Linked DNA regions of Mus musculus: region 2 is linked to region 1. Evidence: chromatin contacts called from public promoter capture Hi-C data. All regions are on one chromosome and are shown on one strand. The core of a region is the stretch at or near the end of the contact, and the rest is flanking DNA. Distances in the headings are between cores, read along the strand shown.

Region 1 (4,269 bases), core at 1,041-3,540:
CGCAACCCCTAGCTGGTCTTGAATCTCTGAAGTTGACCTTGATCCTCTGACTCTCCTCCCCGTCTGTCCCGAGTGCTGTCAGGAGGGTGTGTGTCACCGTGCTGCTGTTAACGAGGTGCTGGAGAGTCAAGCTTCTAAGATGCACCTCAGCAGCCTTCCCACACCTATTTCATCAGTTTTCATGCAGATAGAAATTTTAATTTACTTTTTTTTTCAGGTTATGTTTTTTATTCTCCCCAGAACAATTACAATGCCAATGTGTGGCTGGGTGGTGGTACAGGCCTTTGATTCCAGCACTTGGGAAGTAGAGGCAGGCCTGGTCTACAAAGTGAATTCCAAAACAGCCCAGGCTGTTACCCAGAAAAACCCTTTCTTGAAAGACTAACCCAGCCAACCAACCAAAAAAACCCACCAGTGGGTGATGACAGGATGGTCCCTTATCAAATGAAAAGAGGGATCAACTCTATTTGTTATTGATAATCAGATGTGGCATCTCAGTCCTTTCCTCTCAGAAGTCTTGCTTAAAGCTGTGCAGTTTAAATGATAAGTGTAGCCTCCAATGTGTTGTGTTTTCTCTCAGTGCTGGGATTGAACAAAGTGCCTCCAGCTCTCTAGCCTCCAGCTGGGCAAGTATTCTACTGCTGTGCAATGAATGCCCCAGCCTACAAACCAACTTACTTCTTTATTTTTTGTTTTGTTTTGTTTTTCGAGACAGGGTTTCTCTGTGTAGCCCTGGCTGTCCTCGAACTCAGAAATCCGCCAACTTACTTCTTAAAAACTGGTTTTGGGGCCAATGAGATCGCTCAACAGGTAAATGTGCTTACAACCTGACTTACAACCTGAACAAAATCCCTGAGGTCCACATGGTCAGGGAAAGCCAACTCCAACTCTACAGGGTCATATTCTCTCTCTCTCTCTCTCTCTCTCTCTCTCTCTCTCTCTCACACACACACACACACACACACACACAGAGTAAATCACAGAGTAAATAAATGTTTTAAAAGTTGGTTTTCAGCAGGGCAGTGTTGGCACATGCCTTTAATCCCAGCACTTGGGTGGCAGAGGCAGGTGGATTTCTGAGTTTGAGGCCAGCCTGGTCTACAGAGTGAGTTCCAGGACAGCCAGGGCTACACAGAGAAACCCTGTCTCGAAAAAACAAAAACAAAAACCTTGATTTTCCTTATTATAAAATTTACGTATGTTAATTGACCATGACATTGTAGTGTGGTAAAGTGGGGAGGAATAGGAGTCGTAGGGCTAGAGTGACAGAAGTTGGACTTGTTATCCCTGCTGAGGAGAATGGCTGCTGCTGTTCTCTTTTTGACCCAGGCACTGCTATGCCGTAAAGACTGCAGACACTTTGAGAACTCGGAACCTGACCATCCTAGTGGCACCTCTGACAGCGCTCTCATTTAGTATTCGACATAGCTGCACTGGAAAGATAGGATTGTGTAGAGGGGTAAACTGAGGCTCAGAAAAATTATCCTGGTAAACTAGAAGGTACCAGTTGGGCCTTGAGTCAGGGTGTCTGTTGTCGCTACCCTGTGTCCTGACGCCAGTGGCATAAAGGAGAGGGACACTTCAGCCCTCTGCAGTCCCTGGGTCAGACACACAGAGAAACTGGCCCTCCAGCAGGTCAGTTCATCTGCTTAATGCTCTGTCCTAGCTGTGTGACAGGTGGTACCCCATGGCCAGTGCATCTGTTTCTACAGTTTTGAGGCACACAAATAACTGGACAAATAAGTGAAAGTTATATTTCATTTAACAGCTTTTTTTTTTTGAGGAGCCATTATGTGTGATATAAGGATTAGTTACTGAGTTCTCATTTTAGCAAATTATATCATTTTCTTGGTAGAATCTAAGGGCCACTATACTATAAAATGCTCCAAGAGTTGCCTGTTTAACATGCATCCAAAGGCTAGGTGGCACACGTCTATGATCCCAGTACTTGGAGGGCTGAGGCAAGAGAATCATGAACTCGGGCTCGGCCTTGGCTACGCAGTGAGAGACCCTGTCTGAGACACAAACAAGCACATGCATTCTGTAGCCCTGTCTGAGGTCAGCAGAGTTCAGAGTGCTTCCTCTCGGACTGTCTCTAACTGGAGCACCATCTGTCTCTGAAGTTTGTGCAGACCAGCTCTTCTGTTGGGAGAGACCATTCCACGGAAGAGAGCATGGACTTCAAAAGGGCCTGAGATCATGAACGTGTTCACTGCAGAGATCAAAGTGGGCTGTGTGCTTTCCTTGACTATGCTGTGAGCAGAAAGAAACTACACTTTTTGGTTTTGCATAAACCAAATAGGGGGATTTTGTTTGGGGAAGAATAAAGCTGAAGGTTCTATGATGTAATTAGTTAGAAGTTTTAAACAGACTCTAGTGGTTGGAAGGAGATGCGCTTGGCTTCTCTCACCTGCCAGAGTTTATATTAAGAATTTGTGGTTCTTCAGATGCCTTTAAAATCCTTAAGAATTTCATTTGTTTGAGGGTGTTTTTTTTTTCTTTTTTTGCACACTGTTGATTTGCACAGAAATTGACAGAGAATAAAAACTAGGTTCTAGCACTGAAAGTCTACAGAAGAAACAGTGATAAATGATGCCCATTTATCAGAGCAAAGAGTAAATCATTCATTCTAAGTGATATATTAAGGATGGTAGAGCCAGGCAGGTGCCAGTGAGCTGAACAAGCCATTCTATTCTGAGAGTTCCTCAGAAGACATGATGACCCTCAGGATGTCTCTGCCTCAGTCACAGCTGCTGCACTGTTTGGCTTTCTAAGTTTGAACCTTAAACAAAGTATGGTTGTTTGTTTGTTTGCTTGCTTGTTTGACTCAAGGTCTTCACTGTGTTACCAGCAGGCCTGAAGATTGACGGCCTGTGAACTCTATTATCTTGTGTTAGCCTCCTGAGTATGTGTCACCACACCTAGCCTGAATGTTAGTTCCTTAGAGAGGTCTCAATCTGAGACCTAGAGATCCTGTGGCCCTTTTTTAGAGCACGTAGATTTTACCTGTTTATGGTAGGTACAGACTTTCTCATTCCCAAGGGCGAGGTCCGTGGCAAAAGCCTCTCAGGAGCCCTTGCTCTGTCTCGGTGCTGACCTCACAGTGTGCCGGGGGAGATCGGCAACGTAAGAAACGTGCAGAGCTCTTCCAGACTAATCCAGTCAGAGAGAGCTATTTTCCCAAGCATGGACACGGGACGGACGGAAATAGCGTTAACATTTAAAAAGCTGAGCACTCCAGGATTTAAATATTTTGAACAGCAGACTGAACGGCATAAAACAGGAGTTTTTAGGATATCAGCAGTCTGATAGAGAAGTATTAAATAGAAAGAAAAGGTTCGTTTGGTCAGGATGTACGAGAATGTAGAAGGTTGGTTGGGGACTTAACCTGTGGCCAGTGGGAGCCATGGGAAGTTCCAGCGCAGAGAAGTACTGTTTGTCTCTTGTTTGCAGCATTCTCCCTGGTCCTTCCAGTGAGGGACCAGTGCCAGTAGAGAAGTGAGCTTGGGAGTCACCTGAGAGAACTGGCTCATCTCTGGAGACAAGGCAGTGGGGCTGCCTCTCATCTCAGACCAGGTAGACAAGGCAGGGCTGCCTCCCATCCCAGACCAGATAGCTGCTCTCACAAAGCGCAGCTCCCTTGCTCTTTCATGAGGGTGATGCTTCTCCATGTTTACAACCCCAAGAGACTTAAGTTAAGTGTGGACGATATACTCAGAGAAACAAACGAGCTGAGCCCTTAGGGTGAGAGGAAGGGAAGAGGAAGGTCATGTAGGCTGGGCCGGGGCTTGGTTTGGTTCACTGGTGTCCTGCCCATGCAAAGGTTTTATTTCTGCAGGGTGGAGGTTCCTCTTAATTCTCTTCTCTCTTCTTTTATGCCACATATCATGTGACCTAGTACATGTCCAATTTGGAAAATGTCAGCACCAGACTATAATGACTTGCCACAGTGCCCAAGTGCTCCCAACTCCCTTGCATACCAAGAGTAAATGTGTGGTGGCAGGAAGGCGAGGAGGGAGGGAGCTCTCTAGGAAGTAACTACAGGTGCCTAGGCTGGTGTAGCCTGGGCTTCTTAGTGCTCCTGTCTGTCTTTTAGGACCTTGGTGATTGACGCTCTCTTATCCGCACACAGGGTCTGTTCCATGTCAGAGAGGGTGAGAAGGGTGGGCACGAGTCACTGGAGAATCTGGGGTGCCATCTCAGCCTTCAGCTCAGGAGGAAGCTGATTTCAGGTCTCCAGGGCTTTTGGGCAGTGGACAGCTCAAACAA
Region 2 (4,582 bases), core at 1,274-3,773, 100 kb after region 1:
AAAAGCAGTTCAATTGTAGTGATGCCAAATCCGAGAGATGTTGATCATCAGTGATTTCTATGTTTTCTTTTTGTAGAATACATTATGGGACAAGTGGTATAGTTTAGCAGTACAGAGAGTGTTTAGTTTGTACTGTCCTGGATTCAGTCTTTAGTACCACAAAGACAAACATCCATACTCATTGTATTTTTCTGACTGTAAGTCCAATATCCACATATTGTAGAAAATAAATAAAATTCAGAAGAACATTAAGAAGCAATAAGTGGAGGCTGGAGAGATGGCTGTTCTTCCAGAGGACCAGGGTTCTATTCCCAGCTCCACATGGTAGCTAAGAATGCCGTCTATAAGGTCAATTCCAAGGGATGCACCACCATCTTCTGGCCTGCACAGGCATTGAAAGTAGCACAGGCAGCATCTTACATACATTGCAAGCAAAATATATAAATTTTTAAATACACATAATTTTTGAGAAAATCTTTTGCAAAAGTTACTAACATTTGTATCCTGTTGCCTTGGAATACCATGTTCAATGGTTTAGTCATCAAAGTTTTTGTCTATGTGTACTCCTTTAAAAAAAAAATCAATGTTAGTAGGGGCTGCCGGGGGGTGGGGGGGGAATGGGAGGGTGGGTGAGGAAGTGGTGGCGCACGCCTTTAATTCCAGCACTTGGGAGGCAGAGGCAGTCGGATCTCTGAGTTTGAGGCCAGCCTGGTCTACAGAGTGAGTTCCAGCACAGCGAGGCTACACAGAGAAGACTTGTCTCAAAACAAACAAAAAAATAGGGAAAAAAAAATCAACATTGGGGTACTGTATGTATTAAAATCAACATTGGGGTGCTGTATGTATTAAAATCAACATTAGGGTACTGTATGTATTAAAATCAACATTGGGGTACTGTATGTATTAAAATCAACATTGGGGTCCTGTATGTATGATTTTGTGTCCTGATTTGCAGGAGCATATTCCCATATTCTTTTTAAAAAGATTTATTTATTATTATACATAAGTACACTTTAGCTGACTTCAGACATACCGGAAGAGGGCATCAGATCCCATTACAGATGGTTGTGAGCCACCATGTGGTTTCTGGGATTTGAACTCAGGACCTTCGGAAGAGCAGTCAGTGCTCTTACCCGCTGAGCCATTTCTCCAGCCCTATTCCCATATTCTTAATTAGTTTGTATCCTTGCTTAGATGTCAATGTAGCCGTCCATTGTGTTGAAGTCCACATTGCTTATTTAACCTATCAATTTGATTTTTGGAGAAAAAATAGAATATTAGATGATGATCATACATATAAAAACTAGATTTCAGAACCACCTCACAAACATGCAGATGTGTAAACCAGGTAAGTTTCTGTTTTGTTCTTTTGAGAAAGGGTCTCGTTATGTAGCCTCATCTGTCCTAGAGACTAGCTATGTGGGCCAGGCTAACCTAGAGCTCACAAGAGACCCACATGCCACTGCCTCTAAGTGCTGGCATTAAGGATGTGCACTACTTTTACTATGCCTGGCCCAGGTGAGTTTCTAAGGCCAGTGGCTTTTCACCCATGTAGAAGTGGATTGAGATCTGGCTAGCTAGAAGTGGTGGCTTTTGCATCTTGTCTATGCATGGAATCCAATTAGCCCTGCAGCCTTGATGTCCTTCCTGAAGGGACATTACCCTTGCCAGTCCCATCCAGACTAAGATCCTCAGAGGTATTACACAGGATGACGTTAGTTAGCTCTGCCCTTCTAACTGGCTGCTCTTCTCTGCCTAAAAGGCTGGATCGGTGGTCCCTCTAAGCCATTACTTTACAGAATGGCCTGCCTTAATATATAAGGCCAGGAGTCTTATATATTAATACATTAATAATATTAACTACATTATTATGTATATATTAATATAATATAATTACATCAATATTAATAACATTAAATGTATACTAATATTTTATATATATCAGATCGTCACATCTTCCCTTATTCTCCAAGGCAGCCTTCTTTTTTTTGTTGTTGTTTTTTCAAGACAGGGTTTCTCTGTGTAGCCTTGGCTGTCCTGGAACTCACTTTGTAGACCAGGCTGGCCTCGAACTCAGAAATCCACCTGCCTCTGCCTCCGGAGTTCTGGCGTATGCCACCAAGCCCGGCCAAGGCAGCCTTCTTATTGGACCGCTCTCACCAGGATTCGAACTTGTCTTGTGTGTGTCTACTGGCTGCTTTTTTGAGTCTTGAGACGCGCCTCGGTCTGGGTGGCTGCTCTTCTCTCTAAGCCCTGCATGCGATGAGGTCTATCGACTTAGTGAAAACAGCTGAGGAGAAACAGTTGCGGAGAAGGAGTCCTGGGCAAGCAGGGAAGAGACTGCTGGCGGCCAGGAGGAGAGGCTGAAAGCGGAGGGGGAGTTAGGGGCGTGGCCTGGGCGGAGCTCCGCGCGGGAGTCCTGGGCGGGGCGGGGATAGGAACGGGACGGAGGCGGGGCTTCGGGACTGCTGCAGAGCCCGCCTGACCACGCCGCCCCGGCAGCGCCCAGAGTGCCCGCGGCGATCCGGCTTCCCGGCCTTCGCCCCGCGCCGCCGATAGGGGGCGTCCGCGTTCTCGGCGCCGCGACTCTGCTGAGAAGGCGCCGCCCGCGCCGGGCAGCTGGAGCCGCAACTCCGGGCTCCGGCTCACTCGTCCCCTCTGCCGCCGCCGCCGCCGCCGCCGCCACCGCCGCCGCTGCCGCCGCGGGGCGCGGGCTCGCTCGTCCCCGCGCTCGCGCTCTCGGGCCGCCGGCGTCTCCCGGCCGGGTCGCCTCCGCGCTCGTGCAGTGAGTGGGGCGCGAGCGGGGCCTGCGGGCCGGGGCTGCGGGAAGTCGGGCTGAGGAGAACGGCGGGTGGCGGCCGCGCGTCCCCGGGCTGGCACGAGCCCGCGGCGGGGCCTGGGCGGGGAAATCGGGGACGCGCGGCCGCCTCGGGCTTTGGGCTCCGGCTCGGGTTCGGGGCTCGGTGCGCGTGGCCGGCCGGGCTTGGCTTGCGGGAGACCGCGGAGTAGGGACCAGCGGGCTCTGCGGGGCAAAGGGTTGGTGTTTTGGGGAGTGGTGTTTATTAGCCGCCACTGCCCTAGTTTAAAGCTCTGCTTTTTGGGTTTTGTGCACAAATTGCAGCTTTTTACCGGAATTTTGGGATGTCACGGCGATTTAGTGCTGGGTGTTAAGAGGTGATCCTTGGCGAGGTCGTGGGGAGCCCCTGCAGCACCTGCTGGGCGATGGCAGCGGAGGCTGTGTCTGGGGGTGGGACGGGGAAACGAAACGTGACTGAGATCCTGTTTGGATATTCTGCTGAAGTTGTCATGTTTCTGTTCTGTACACCAGTACATACAGCAAGTTGATAAACCTGGTTTCAGGATTTCGTGATGCAGACAAATAGACCGATGTGACCTGGTTTAGCTAAGAATGTCTGGGATAGCCCAAACAACCTGCTCCAATGTACCCCCCTTGGCAGGCTCATCTTTTTCGCTGTTGCAGATATTCTAGTATGGGAATAATGGTGGGGTATTACAGGCCCAAAGCCAGAAGTGTTTCAAAAGAGTAAAGATCTAAGTAGGTAGGGTGGGAGAATCACCCTTTGGATGAAAACCAGGAGCCCACACGGATTCTTAGTTTTTTGTAATACCGTAGGTAGAAAGATGGCCATAGAATTTGAAAATTTTTAAAGTGTATTTTAGCTGAAGCAATAGCGTGGAAAGCAGTCTTATGGTCACTCCTATGATCCATCGTCGCATCCTGGATTTTAATAGTTGGGGTCTATTTTAAACGGAACACGTATGTGTGTCTTCTGCTTTATCTTGAGACAACCCTGAGTCATGCTTTCTAGAAGTCCCGAGAGCTCACGTGTCTGTTTGTCTCTGCGAACGCTGGACATCATTTTACCTTTAGTTTTTCTCACGGCAACTGCGGTGGGATCTCCGGGAAAGGAGGGCCAGGGACGGGACAGAGTGGGAACACAGATTGGTCCTAACCTGCATGTTCGCCCACCGTGTCTGACTTACCTATTTAAATTTTGGTGATGCTGCGAGTAGTAAAGGGCGGTCTACTCAGGTTCTCACAGCCCTCTGCTGGCATGCTGCACGTGAATCCAGAGCGCCACTCCTCACTGCCCTGTCGGCCAGTTTTACCTCCATTGTGTTTAAACGGTGTGGTTACTTTTGGGAAGGTCATAATACCCATTTTGGTGGAAACTGAGGGAAAGTAGAATTTTATGATTTGTGACTCTGACAGCACTTAAGCTGGAGAGTATATATTCTTCTGGTTTGATACTGTCAGAAGATTCATAATTTCTTGTAGGACTTTCTCCCTTTTTGCCTACATTTCCTTTCTTCTAGCCCACGAGGTTGAGAGAGGGGTTTAGTTAGTGGTAATTTAGCTTTATAATCCCATTATCCTTGTGCGCTCGCTACTTGTGCTGGCCTGTATGTGGATGTTAACTCCGAAGACGCCAGGAGATGCCACTGAACCAATTACTATAAAAAGTATTTCACTTTCAAACTCCCACGTTCCCAAGAACAGAGAAACTCAGTACAAAGGCAGCTTGGAAGGTAAGTATAGGTGGAGAGAGAAAATTTACCG

What was found. Promoter capture Hi-C pulls out the DNA fragments that hold promoters and counts their contacts.
Region 2: a contact with region 1 is called in a promoter capture Hi-C map of pre-B cells. The contact joins the promoter of Kctd6 here to the enhancer-like site in region 1. A contact is called at or near these places in 7 of 39 promoter capture datasets (the C10 cell line, the HPC-7 cell line, cranial neural crest and 4 more), 5 of 484 Hi-C or Micro-C datasets (CD8 T cells, Th1 cells, cortical neurons and 2 more), 10 of 115 datasets of contacts at active chromatin or transcription factors (the 230-238 cell line, embryonic forebrain, embryonic stem cells and 3 more) and 3 of 9 other capture datasets (adipose tissue, liver and pancreatic islet).

The regions. Positions count from the first base shown.
Region 1 is chr14:8,112,176-8,116,444 of GRCm38.p6, forward strand. The region is part of intron 1 of Pxk (PX domain containing serine/threonine kinase); the gene reads left to right. Among named protein-coding and RNA genes, the nearest start is that of Pxk, 16 kb to the left of the region's middle. Within about 2 kb of position 2,291, at least 29 of the 459 cell types and tissues checked have an H3K27ac peak or open chromatin away from gene starts, as enhancers often do. A contact at or near this core is called in the 230-238 cell line, microglia and pre-B cells, where this site is marked.
Region 2 is chr14:8,211,558-8,216,139 of GRCm38.p6, forward strand. Kctd6 (potassium channel tetramerisation domain containing 6) reads left to right here and starts at 2,524. Exons shown (of 3, transcript NM_027782.3): 1 at 2,524-2,785.